Linked DNA regions of Mus musculus: all the other regions are linked to region 3. The links are chromatin contacts, called in public promoter capture Hi-C maps. All regions are on one chromosome and are shown on one strand. The core of a region is the stretch at or near the end of the contact, and the rest is flanking DNA. Distances in the headings are between cores, read along the strand shown. Region 1 holds the start of Tst (thiosulfate sulfurtransferase, mitochondrial). Region 2 holds the start of Mb (myoglobin). Region 3 holds the start of Apol8 (apolipoprotein L 8).

The links. Promoter capture Hi-C pulls out the DNA fragments that hold promoters and counts their contacts. Capture Hi-C pulls out chosen DNA fragments and counts their contacts.
Region 1: a promoter capture Hi-C map of liver shows a contact between it and region 3, with 2.7 times the contacts expected there. The contact joins the promoter of Tst here to the promoter of Apol8 in region 3. A contact is called at or near these places in 2 of 39 promoter capture datasets (the C10 cell line and embryonic stem cells) and 2 of 9 other capture datasets (embryonic stem cells and liver).
Region 2: a promoter capture Hi-C map of the 3T3-L1 cell line shows a contact between it and region 3, with 4 times the contacts expected there. The contact joins the promoter of Mb here to the promoter of Apol8 in region 3. A contact is called at or near these places in 2 of 39 promoter capture datasets (both in the 3T3-L1 cell line).

What each region holds. Positions count from the first base shown.
Region 1 is chr15:78,404,242-78,407,455 of GRCm38.p6, reverse strand. Tst (thiosulfate sulfurtransferase, mitochondrial) reads left to right here and starts at 1,591. Exons shown (of 2, transcript NM_009437.5): 1 at 1,591-2,217. The coding sequence starts at 1,623. Mpst (mercaptopyruvate sulfurtransferase) reads right to left here and starts at 744. Exons shown (of 3, transcript NM_001162493.1): 1 at 712-744.
Region 2 is chr15:77,021,019-77,024,153 of GRCm38.p6, reverse strand. It overlaps Mb (myoglobin), which reads left to right and starts at 1,367. Exons shown (of 3, transcript NM_001164047.1): 1 at 1,367-1,665. The coding sequence starts at 1,571.
Region 3 is chr15:77,753,838-77,757,040 of GRCm38.p6, reverse strand. Apol8 (apolipoprotein L 8) reads left to right here and starts at 1,768. Exons shown (of 4, transcript NM_001081970.2): 1 at 1,768-1,853.

The DNA of each region.
Region 1 (3,214 bases), core at 342-2,841, 650 kb before region 3:
ATTTATATAAATTTACAATGAAGTGGTAAAAACTGAAGCCCAAGACGACAACGACGACTACTACTACTACTAAGCATAAGGCTTCAAGGATGGACAGGTAAACCGAGGCAGCTCCCACCACTTTGGGCTTCAGGTGAGAAATTAGTCCCTTTTCCACTACGTGCCTTGGCACCTCCTGGCTCTACCTGTTTCTCCTGTTGGGAGTTCAGCTCAATCCGGCAGGGTCGTGAAGGCACTCGGCAAGGCGGGCTTCATAAATGCTAGTTTTATTTTTATTCCGTTCTGTTACTTTCTCCTCTTGGGGCATGCTAGATCTCCTCACCACAGCTCCTCTGAATTGCTTTGTTTATTCTCTTGCTCCCCCCCCCCAACTTTCTCAGGAGGCATCAGGTCTTTCCAAACCCCATCCACTCACTGCTACCCACCTGTCTCTTATCCCACACCAACCCACAGACGGCCACAAGCAGCCACGGACAGTCTTCCTAAGGCAAATTAGAGGCGCCCTGGAAACTCTTCTCTCATAGACTGCATCCCCTCCTCCACTCCCGCGTGATACCACGCTATGCACCCCCGGAGAAGCACCCTCTCTCACAGAAAAGCAAGTAGGACGCGTTGGGTAGCAGATACCAGGGATTTGCGCTCCCCGTTTCCCAGCTCCGCCATGTCACCCCCTCCCCACGCCCTCAGAGGTTCCCTCCTTCCGCCACCAACCTGCGGCCAGCCAAAGGGAGGAGACTTGGGCACAGCCCACTGTTTGGGCCACTCCGAGACGTTGCACCTTCCATTTCCCGTACTGCGGGGGACGCAGGCGCCATGAAGCCGGGTTGCGCGCTGCCCCAGTGTCACCTCGAGCTTCAAATAGCCCCCTTTATGTATGAGAAGTATTATACGAGGAGGGGCAAACAAGACTCCCGTGCGAAGACGCAGAAGCTGTTCGGAATCCCGACTGTCTACGAGAGAGGTTTCTCTCCTCACCCCCATGGGAGGCGGTACAATGGTGCGGGCCACTTGAGAACCCTCCCGGCTCCTGGTTTGAACCCTCCAGCTTCTTCGGAGCGCAAGGGCGAGTGCCAGCCCAGCTACTTTTGCGACTGAGTGCAGCGAGCCGCCCAGGATGGAGCCGCTAGCTGGGTCCTGGCGAAAGCAGGGCAGAGTGCCTGGAGCCCTTTCACCGGAATTGGACATTCTAGAAGCCAGAGAACTCTGGCTGCAAGAAACGAAAGCAGAAGGGTAATCAGTGCGCCCGGAGAGGCGACTGGAAGGCCATCTCTGACTTGTGTTTGTTTTTCCCATTCTTGAAGACAGAGTCCTGAGCCAGCCCCTCCCACCAATTTGCTGCTATAGTAATGCACCGAAGCTCTTAGCCACGCCCACCTGCCCTCCTAGGCACCAGAAAGGGAGGGCGCCGGGGAAGTGGGAGGGGTGGAGCAGGCTTTCCCTAGGGAATGTGCCAACCTCTCCCACTGTGAGTCTGGCTCTGAGTGTAGTTACGATTGCACGCTGGGAAAATGTAGTGGGAGCAACAGCCCCGCCCCCTGGGCTCCGCCCACCGCACTCAGCCCTCTCAGGCCTGTCTCTTTCCTGGTTCCCAACCGCGCCAGGTGACTCGCAGAACTGACACTATGGTACATCAGGTGCTCTACCGGGCGCTGGTATCCACCAAGTGGCTGGCGGAATCCATTCGGTCTGGCCGCCTGGGGCCCAGCCTTCGGGTGCTGGACGCGTCTTGGTACTCACCCGGGACCCGCCAGGCACGCAAAGAGTACCAGGAGCGACACGTGCCTGGCGCGTCCTTCTTTGATATAGAGGAATGCCGGGACACGACTTCGCCTTATGAGATGATGCTGCCCAGTGAGGCCCACTTTGGGGACTATGTGGGCAACCTGGGCATAAGCAACGACACACATGTGGTGGTATACGATGGAGATGACCTGGGCAGCTTCTATGCACCCAGAGTCTGGTGGATGTTTCGTGTGTTTGGCCACCGCACAGTGTCAGTGCTCAATGGTGGCTTCCGGAACTGGCTGAAGGAGGGCCACCCGGTGACATCTGAGCCCTCGAGGCCAGAGCCAGCCGTTTTCAAAGCCACACTGAATCTCTCCCTGCTCAAGACCTATGAGCAGGTCCTAGAGAATCTCCAGTCTAAAAGGTTCCAGCTGGTGGACTCTCGGGCCCAAGGACGGTACCTGGGCACACAACCGGAGCCGGATATAGTAGGTAGGTGTTCCAGTGGCCCTTGGGAGGATTGCACAACAAAAGGATGGGGAATCAAAAAACCCCTGGATCCCTCAGGCCCTCTAGGTAGACTTGTCTTTCCATCTGTAAAATGGGAGGGTACGGCCAACCTTGAAGTCTTTTATAGCGCTCATACATGGGGGCCCTGTGTGCCATAGCCGGGTGCTAACAAGCTGCCCCTATTAGGTGACTGGGGTCCTGTCCATCCATGGTCCACTTCCAGGCACCAGCGCTCCCACATGCAGTAGATGTACGAAAAGGTGTTCTCTCCACAAGCAGTCATTTGTATGGCTGCACAGAGGTCTACAAATCTCTTCCCACTCTCTCCATCCCAGAAGCCCTTTCAAATATCAACAAGGCCCTTCTGAGCTCTTCTGGGACCCTGGCTAGTGTCTGTGAAAGGCACCTCAGTTCATAACCTCAGCAAGTGGCTGCGACCTGTCTGTTACAGCAGCTATCAGCCAGGGAAATGGACGGGATGAAATACCTGACTTAGATGAAGCACTGGGGGATTGTTACTTGGTCAGTTAAGTGGTAGAATCTGGATTTGAACCTGGTATCATTTTGTTTTAACCCAGGGTTCGAAATCCAGATATAAATCCATTCAGTCCCACCACCATTTCCTAGGGTTCAGGGGCTCCTCCTGTGCTAGGTATTCCTGGAAAGATGGCCCCTTGGGTCCCCTTTGGTATGTGTGAGAAAGCCTGAAGAAGTCTGTATAGTTTAGGAGTCAGGAAAAAATAAACTCAGGAGATGAAATGCTGCTTTCTAGAGGCGCCTGACCAGAGGCAACCCCAAGTTTTGGCCCACCTCACCTCTCTCTCTCTCTCTCTCTCTCTCTCTCTCTCTCTCTCTCTCTCTCTCTCTGCCTCCCTCATCAGTAAGACTTAACTCCAGGATACATTTTGCCTAACTTGTTTCAAAATGTTGCCTAAAAAGTTTCAAAACTTGCCTACAAAGTTTCAAAAACTTGTCTCTT
Region 2 (3,135 bases), core at 118-2,617, 730 kb after region 3:
CACAAGATACAAAATATTTTAAAATTTATTTTTATATGCACACGCGCGCGTGCACACACACACACACACACACACACACACACACACTCATGGAATTCAGAGGATGACAACTTTCAGGAATCAGCTTTCTTCTTCCACCACGTGGGTCTTGAGGATGAAACTCGGGCCTTTGGATTTGGAGGCCGCTGCCTTTACCCACTGAACCATCTCTGTAGCCCCCAAATGAGGTTTTCAAGAGCATGAACTATGAGTCCAGACTCACTAGAGTCAAACGCCATCTGTGTTATGTGTTATCATCCTGGGGACCATGTCAGTGTTTACCCTAAGGACTTCTCAGGGAATTTCGAGAACATGGCGCCGGGCGTGGTGGCGCACGCCTTTAATCCCAGCACTTGGGAGGCAGAGGCAGAGGCAGGTGGATTTCTGAGTTCGAGGCCAGCCTGGTCTACAAAGTGAGTTCCAGGACAGCCAGGGCTACACAGAGAAACCCTGTCTCGAAAAAACAAAACAAAACAAACAAAACAAAACAGAAACAAAAACAAAACAACAAAAAAATAACCAAAAAAAAAAAAAAAAGAACATGGCAAAGAGAAGAGGGTCTGTGCCTGGCAGAGTCCGGGAGTATTGGCTGCCATCACCCTGCTGGAAGTGCCACATGCTGCACCAAGGGAAGTGGTGGGGTAGGAGATCACAAGGAATGGGAGGAGCTGAGGGTTTCATGGAGCATGGGAGCACAACCTTGCAGAGAAAGCCAGGAGCAAGCTCAGAGCTGGGCATTCTTCAAGTCAGAGACTTGTCTTGGTTGGTTCAGCCACAAGCACAGACCTGTTGTGGCTCCTTTGTACCACTTTCAGCTGGGCTTAGGGCATCAGCAAAGTAAGAAGAGGGTGGCAAGATGGCTTAGTGGGTATGAAGACTTGTCACCACGGCTGAGGATCTGAGTAAGATTCCTGGGTCTTTTTGAAAGGAAAGAATCAATGCCTGAAAGTTGTCTTCTGACCTTTACAAACATGCTGTAGCGCACTCTCTTTCTCTCTCTCTCTCTCTCTCTCTCTCTCTCTCTCTCTCTCTCTCTCTCTCGTACATGTACATGCACACACACACGTATTAAATAAACAAAAGCAGTCAGAAAGTGAGAGGAGGAGACTTCTAGGGGTCAGCAAGATGCCTGTGCCCAAGCTTAGAAACATGACAAGTCCCTGTGGGGCAGCAGACAGGGGGAGAATTGGGTTTCAGCTGCTGGCAGTGGCTTCGGTGCCCTTTCTGTGGGCTTGTGCAAGTCCAGACAGTGACCTGGCTGCTTCCCCCTCCCCACCCCCTACTGCCCCAAGCTGTCCTAGCTCCCACAATGGCACTTGCCCCAAAATAGCTGCCCATGTGAGGGCCAGAGAAAGGCAGAGATTAGACCCCTGGAGGGTTGAGCACGGTAGCAGGAAGGGCATGTGGCACCCAGTGATCCTGGCCAGACTAGCATCTGGGAAGGTATAAAAGCCCTTCAGGACCAGGTGGCCTCAAATCTCAGCTGACAGCCAGCCCACACTCTCTCCTTTTGTCCTCTTTAGAAGCCACCATGGGGCTCAGTGATGGGGAGTGGCAGCTGGTGCTGAATGTCTGGGGGAAGGTGGAGGCCGACCTTGCTGGCCATGGACAGGAAGTCCTCATCGGGTAAGAGGAAGAGACCCTTATCTCAATACCTGTTTGCCAAGGTTCACCATATGGCGACAAGGTGGAAGCTGGCAGGGTAGACCAGTTGGCTGCAATGATGAGGTCAGATTTCACTTGCTTCTAAGTGCTGGAGACTGGAGTAGAGAAATAAAAAGGGGGATCTATCCATCTCCGCTGACGTCAGCAACCAAAGCAAGCTTGAGCATCAAACAGTCCACCAGATGAATCCTATTACGGCAGAGAGTCAGAATAATGAGGGCAGTGATAGATCTCGTCTACTAGTGTGGACTGAAAGCTTGGGTAATGTGGTTGCCTTCGGCTGCAAAGGATTCCTAGACATGCCCAGAAAAATTGCAGATTCTGAGCCTGGGCAAGGGGGTAGGGGTGGAGGGGTGGCGAGGCTCATACACAGGGCCTCACTGCTCACCCAGAGGCTGGAACTCTTCCCGGGGTCCTGGGCTTGGTTGCCTCAGAAGCCTGATGGGATATGCATGATTGATAATTCTTGGCTCTGGGGAGGAGATTGCTCTGTTGCTAGCAGCCCCTGCACTGTCTGTGAAGCTGTAGTCTGGAAATGAATTCCTTGCTATTTATGATCTAGGGTGAGTTCCCCTCCTGATCTTCACATTCTTGCATACTCCCTTAGTCTGTTTCTAACCCCTCTGCTTGGGAGCAAGGTCATCTAAGGCCAGAGCCCTTTAGGTAGCTGAGCTGGAAGGAGGCTCACCAGCTTCTGGAACACCTTGGTCTCTCAGCTTCTTCCTGCCTGTCTTTCTCCCCCCAATCCTTAAGTGCTGGGCCTACAAGCCATCTAACTGGACTAACTCCCACTCCAAATTAGCATAAATTCCTAGGCCACAGGTTTCCTATGTGACCTTGGACAAGTTGTCTCTCCTCTCTGGGCCCTATTTCTGCTTTGGACTGTTTGTCATGAGCTGAGACCACCTGTCCACTCTCGTGCCCTGAGATTTGGAGCCCGTACTCTCTTTTTGTTGTGGACAGCAGATTATTGAGGGCAAGACTGGTAGGACGGAGTCTTGCAAGCCTCCAAGGCTGCCAGGGCCTGGGCAGTGACTTGGGGCTTGAAGGAGACTCAGAGTATTGTGCCATTAGAGAGATACTCTTCCCTTCCCAGGGGAGTAATTGAGGCCTGCCAGAACCTGGTGCCAGGTGGGGCACAATGCCAAGGCTGCTGACCCTGGGAGGCCCAAGGGTCTAACACCCTATCATGTCTCAGGCTTGGGTCATGGCGCCACACCAGCTGCTCCAGCCCTCTCCACTGGGGGCACAGGGAAGTGGTCTTCCAGGGTGGCATGCCAACTCTCAGGGTAGCAAGTGTCCCATGGCACTAGGCTCCCAGCCAGTCCCAGACACCGACCCCAGCCTCACCCGCTGACCTCAGCAAGGTCATTTCTGCAAGTACCTTAGCAGAACTCTGAGGTCTGAGCTGGTAAGCACAGAATTCTAGAA
Region 3 (3,203 bases), core at 519-3,018:
CACTAGATGGTGCTGTACCCTGCCTGACTTGCTCCCCAGTTTCAGGGTTGTTTCCTTTGCGTTAGGATCCCCGTGGCCGTCGTTGCCAAAGATTAGGCTGAGATGTCAAGCAGGACATCCTGGGACACTTGCTTCGGATGCCACCAGTCAAGCTGAGCTATTGAGTAGCAGATTTTCAGATGCTGAGGAGTTTCTAGGGTTCAAGATCTCTATGCCCTAACCTGCCAAGTGAGTCCTATCCAGGGGGTTCCATCCAAGACTGTTGGAGAGACCATGTTCTGGTCTATTCCATGCTCTGATTAGAAGGTCTCCGTTACTGCTCTCTGGCTCATAGGGGAATTTACCTGGTTCTGCACCTTGAAGTACTTTTGTTTGGCTGTTGAGTTAATATTAATATCAATCCTGGTATTGGTACCAGGTAAGGGGTGTGTGTGTGTGAAAACTTGATGGAAGGGAAATTATAGAAAAAAAATGATCCCAAAATTACCAGAAGCAAAAAGGGGGATTATGAGTGCCACATGTCAGAATGTTTATCTTAGTTTGAATCTTGGCTCTGCCTCCCTGGTTGTCTGACAGGGACTAAATCTGGCTCCTAAAGATGTGGACAGCCCAAAAGCTCTCATCCAATTGTCCTTTTGGGCATCACTCTGTTTCAGGGCCTATGGGGGGCGAGGAAACTGAGGGCCCAGTCAGTAGTGGGGTGATTTGCCAAGGGCAGACTAGTCAGCTGGATCACAGGCTCACATCTCCCCTGACTCCTGTTATCAGTATGTGAGGGATGAAGGCAGAAAGCAGGAGCTGTCCTGGGTGTCTGGATAGGCAAGGACACAAGGTGTGGGGACTAAGAGGGGCACATTGCCAAACACCATCCCCAGAGCAATACCAGCTCTGCAATCCTAAGATCACTGAGTAGACCATTGGGTGTGAGAGAGAGAGACTCTGAGTGTGCAGAAACGCACAGGCTAATTCCGTAGAAATTCTAGTCTCCCCATATAGCCAGGTCTGGCTCTAAACCTATCATCTTTTCATCTAAGCTTCTTCCTGAGTGCTGAGATTCTAGGTTTGTGCCACCAATGTGGCCTTTTAAGGTCCCACTTAGTGCTTCAGTCTCAGAGTAAATGGGCCAGCATGGGTCTCCACTCTGCCCACCAGGAACCTGTGTTTTCAACCGATGGATACATCACCTGTGCTGTTGACCCCCCCAAGGCCACTGCCCACCTGTGGGGTGGGGTTAGAGTCTCTACAGTGGGAGCCAGGTGCCACAGCCACTGTGGGAAGATGAAGGGGCAGAAAGAACAGGAGTGTCCCATTGTGGAGTGGGAAAGTCTCACTACAGGGTCAGCCACAGCAAAGACACGGAGGTGTCATGGTCACTGAGGCAGGATAGACTTGAAGGTGTATGTATGATAGAAGCAGGGGCTGGTTGGGAGGGGGGAGACTGCAGTGGGCTTGAGGCCTGGAGTGCTGACTAAAGGGGATTCAACTTGACCCTGAGAGATCATCAAGGACCCCTTAGAAGGAGCAAGGTGTCTTCCCTCCCTCCCTCCCTCCCTCCCTCCCTCCCTCCCTCCCTGCTCTGAGGATGCCCTGAAACCATCAGAAGGGATGGGGTTGGAGGGTTGCTTTGCGCAACTCTGCTCGGGTTCCAGCTGGGAAGAAGAGGGCTCCTATCAGGGCTGCACAGCCAGCCAGGAGCAGGGCAGGGCAGGGCAGGGCAGGGCAGGGCAGGGCAGGGCAGGCCTGGGCAGGGCAGGGCAGTCCTTCCCAGAACAGCCTTTCTGTAAACTGAGTCACAGCCCCCATCAAGAGGTCTACCATGCCCACATCAGCACCCAGCTGCAGCACAGGACCAGGTCAGTGCAAGGCTTTCCTGAGGGGCCAAAGAATGGAGACTGGGGACTTTTCCTTGCCTATGAACGTCTTTGCCTGGGGGTGGGGAGTGAGTAGTCACAAGTATGACAACAATAACAAAATGGAGAAGATTTTATCTGCTTATGAAAGGAAAGAATATTAATGAACCATCTGAGAAGATATTGAGACATGCTCCCCTTTGTTGCTCTTGCAGGTGGTAGGTGCCTTGACAGAGCTCCATAGAGGTGAGGGGAGCCAGGCAAGTCTTGGTTAAATTAACCCTGTGGTAGTTAACCCTATAATGGGTTGCTGGACCAAACTTTTCTCAGTGTACCTTGTGTGCATGCAGAGCTGGGCAGTATAAAAAATGACAGTGAAGACAGAAAAGGGACAGACACACGTGTAAAGGCCACTTCATCTCATCTGGTGAACTGGGGGACATTTGCAGGCCTCTTGCTGTTTCTGCCAGGCCTTTGTGTGCCTGGAAAATACCACCAGAAACAATTCTTACTGTGCCCTCACACACACCATCCCAGTGGGACAGAACTACTTTTAGCTTTCTGCCTACAAAGTAAGTTAGTTATTTTAAGGTTTTTTTTTTTGTATTTTTCTTTTTTCTTTTTCTTTTATTTGTTTTGTTTTTATTTTTTAGAAATAGAGTGTCACTGTGTAGCCCTGGCTGGCCAGGAATTTGATCTGTTGACCAGGCTGGCTTTAAATTTACAGAGATCCACTTGCCTCTGCTTCCAGAGTGCTGGCATAAAGACATGTGCCACCACAGCAGCCTAGACTTATTTTTCAAATGTGTGTGTGTGTGTGTGTGTGTGTGTGTGTGTGTGTAAGGCAGAGGACAACTTGCAGGAGTGAGCTCTGTCTTTCCATTATGAGGGTCTGGGATTGAACTCTGCCCATCAGCCTTAGCCACAAGCACCCTTACCTACTGTACCATTTTGCCAGACCTCTAGACAGATCTTGAAGAGGTAATCTGAAAGGCAGACAAAGTTCTATTAAAGGAGAATGTCCTTTGCACTACTGTCTACATAAAGGATTGGCTATGACGTGAGGTTCCATGGTTAGCGATGGCAGATGGGCAGCCCAGAGCAAGTACTGAAACAAAGGCAGGAAGTGGCAGGATTCTAAGCCCTGGTTAGATTCAGGACCCTGCAGAAGCAAGGAGAGAGAGAGAGAGAGAAAGAGAGAGAGAGAGAGAGAGAGAGAGAGAGAGAGAGAGAGAGAGAGAGAGAGAAAGAGAGAGAGAAAGCGAGCCCTGGGCAGTGGTGAACTTGTACCCTGAAGGGCACAGGCATTGCTGTGGATGGGAAGCTGCACACGGACAGGAGGATAGCCTGCTA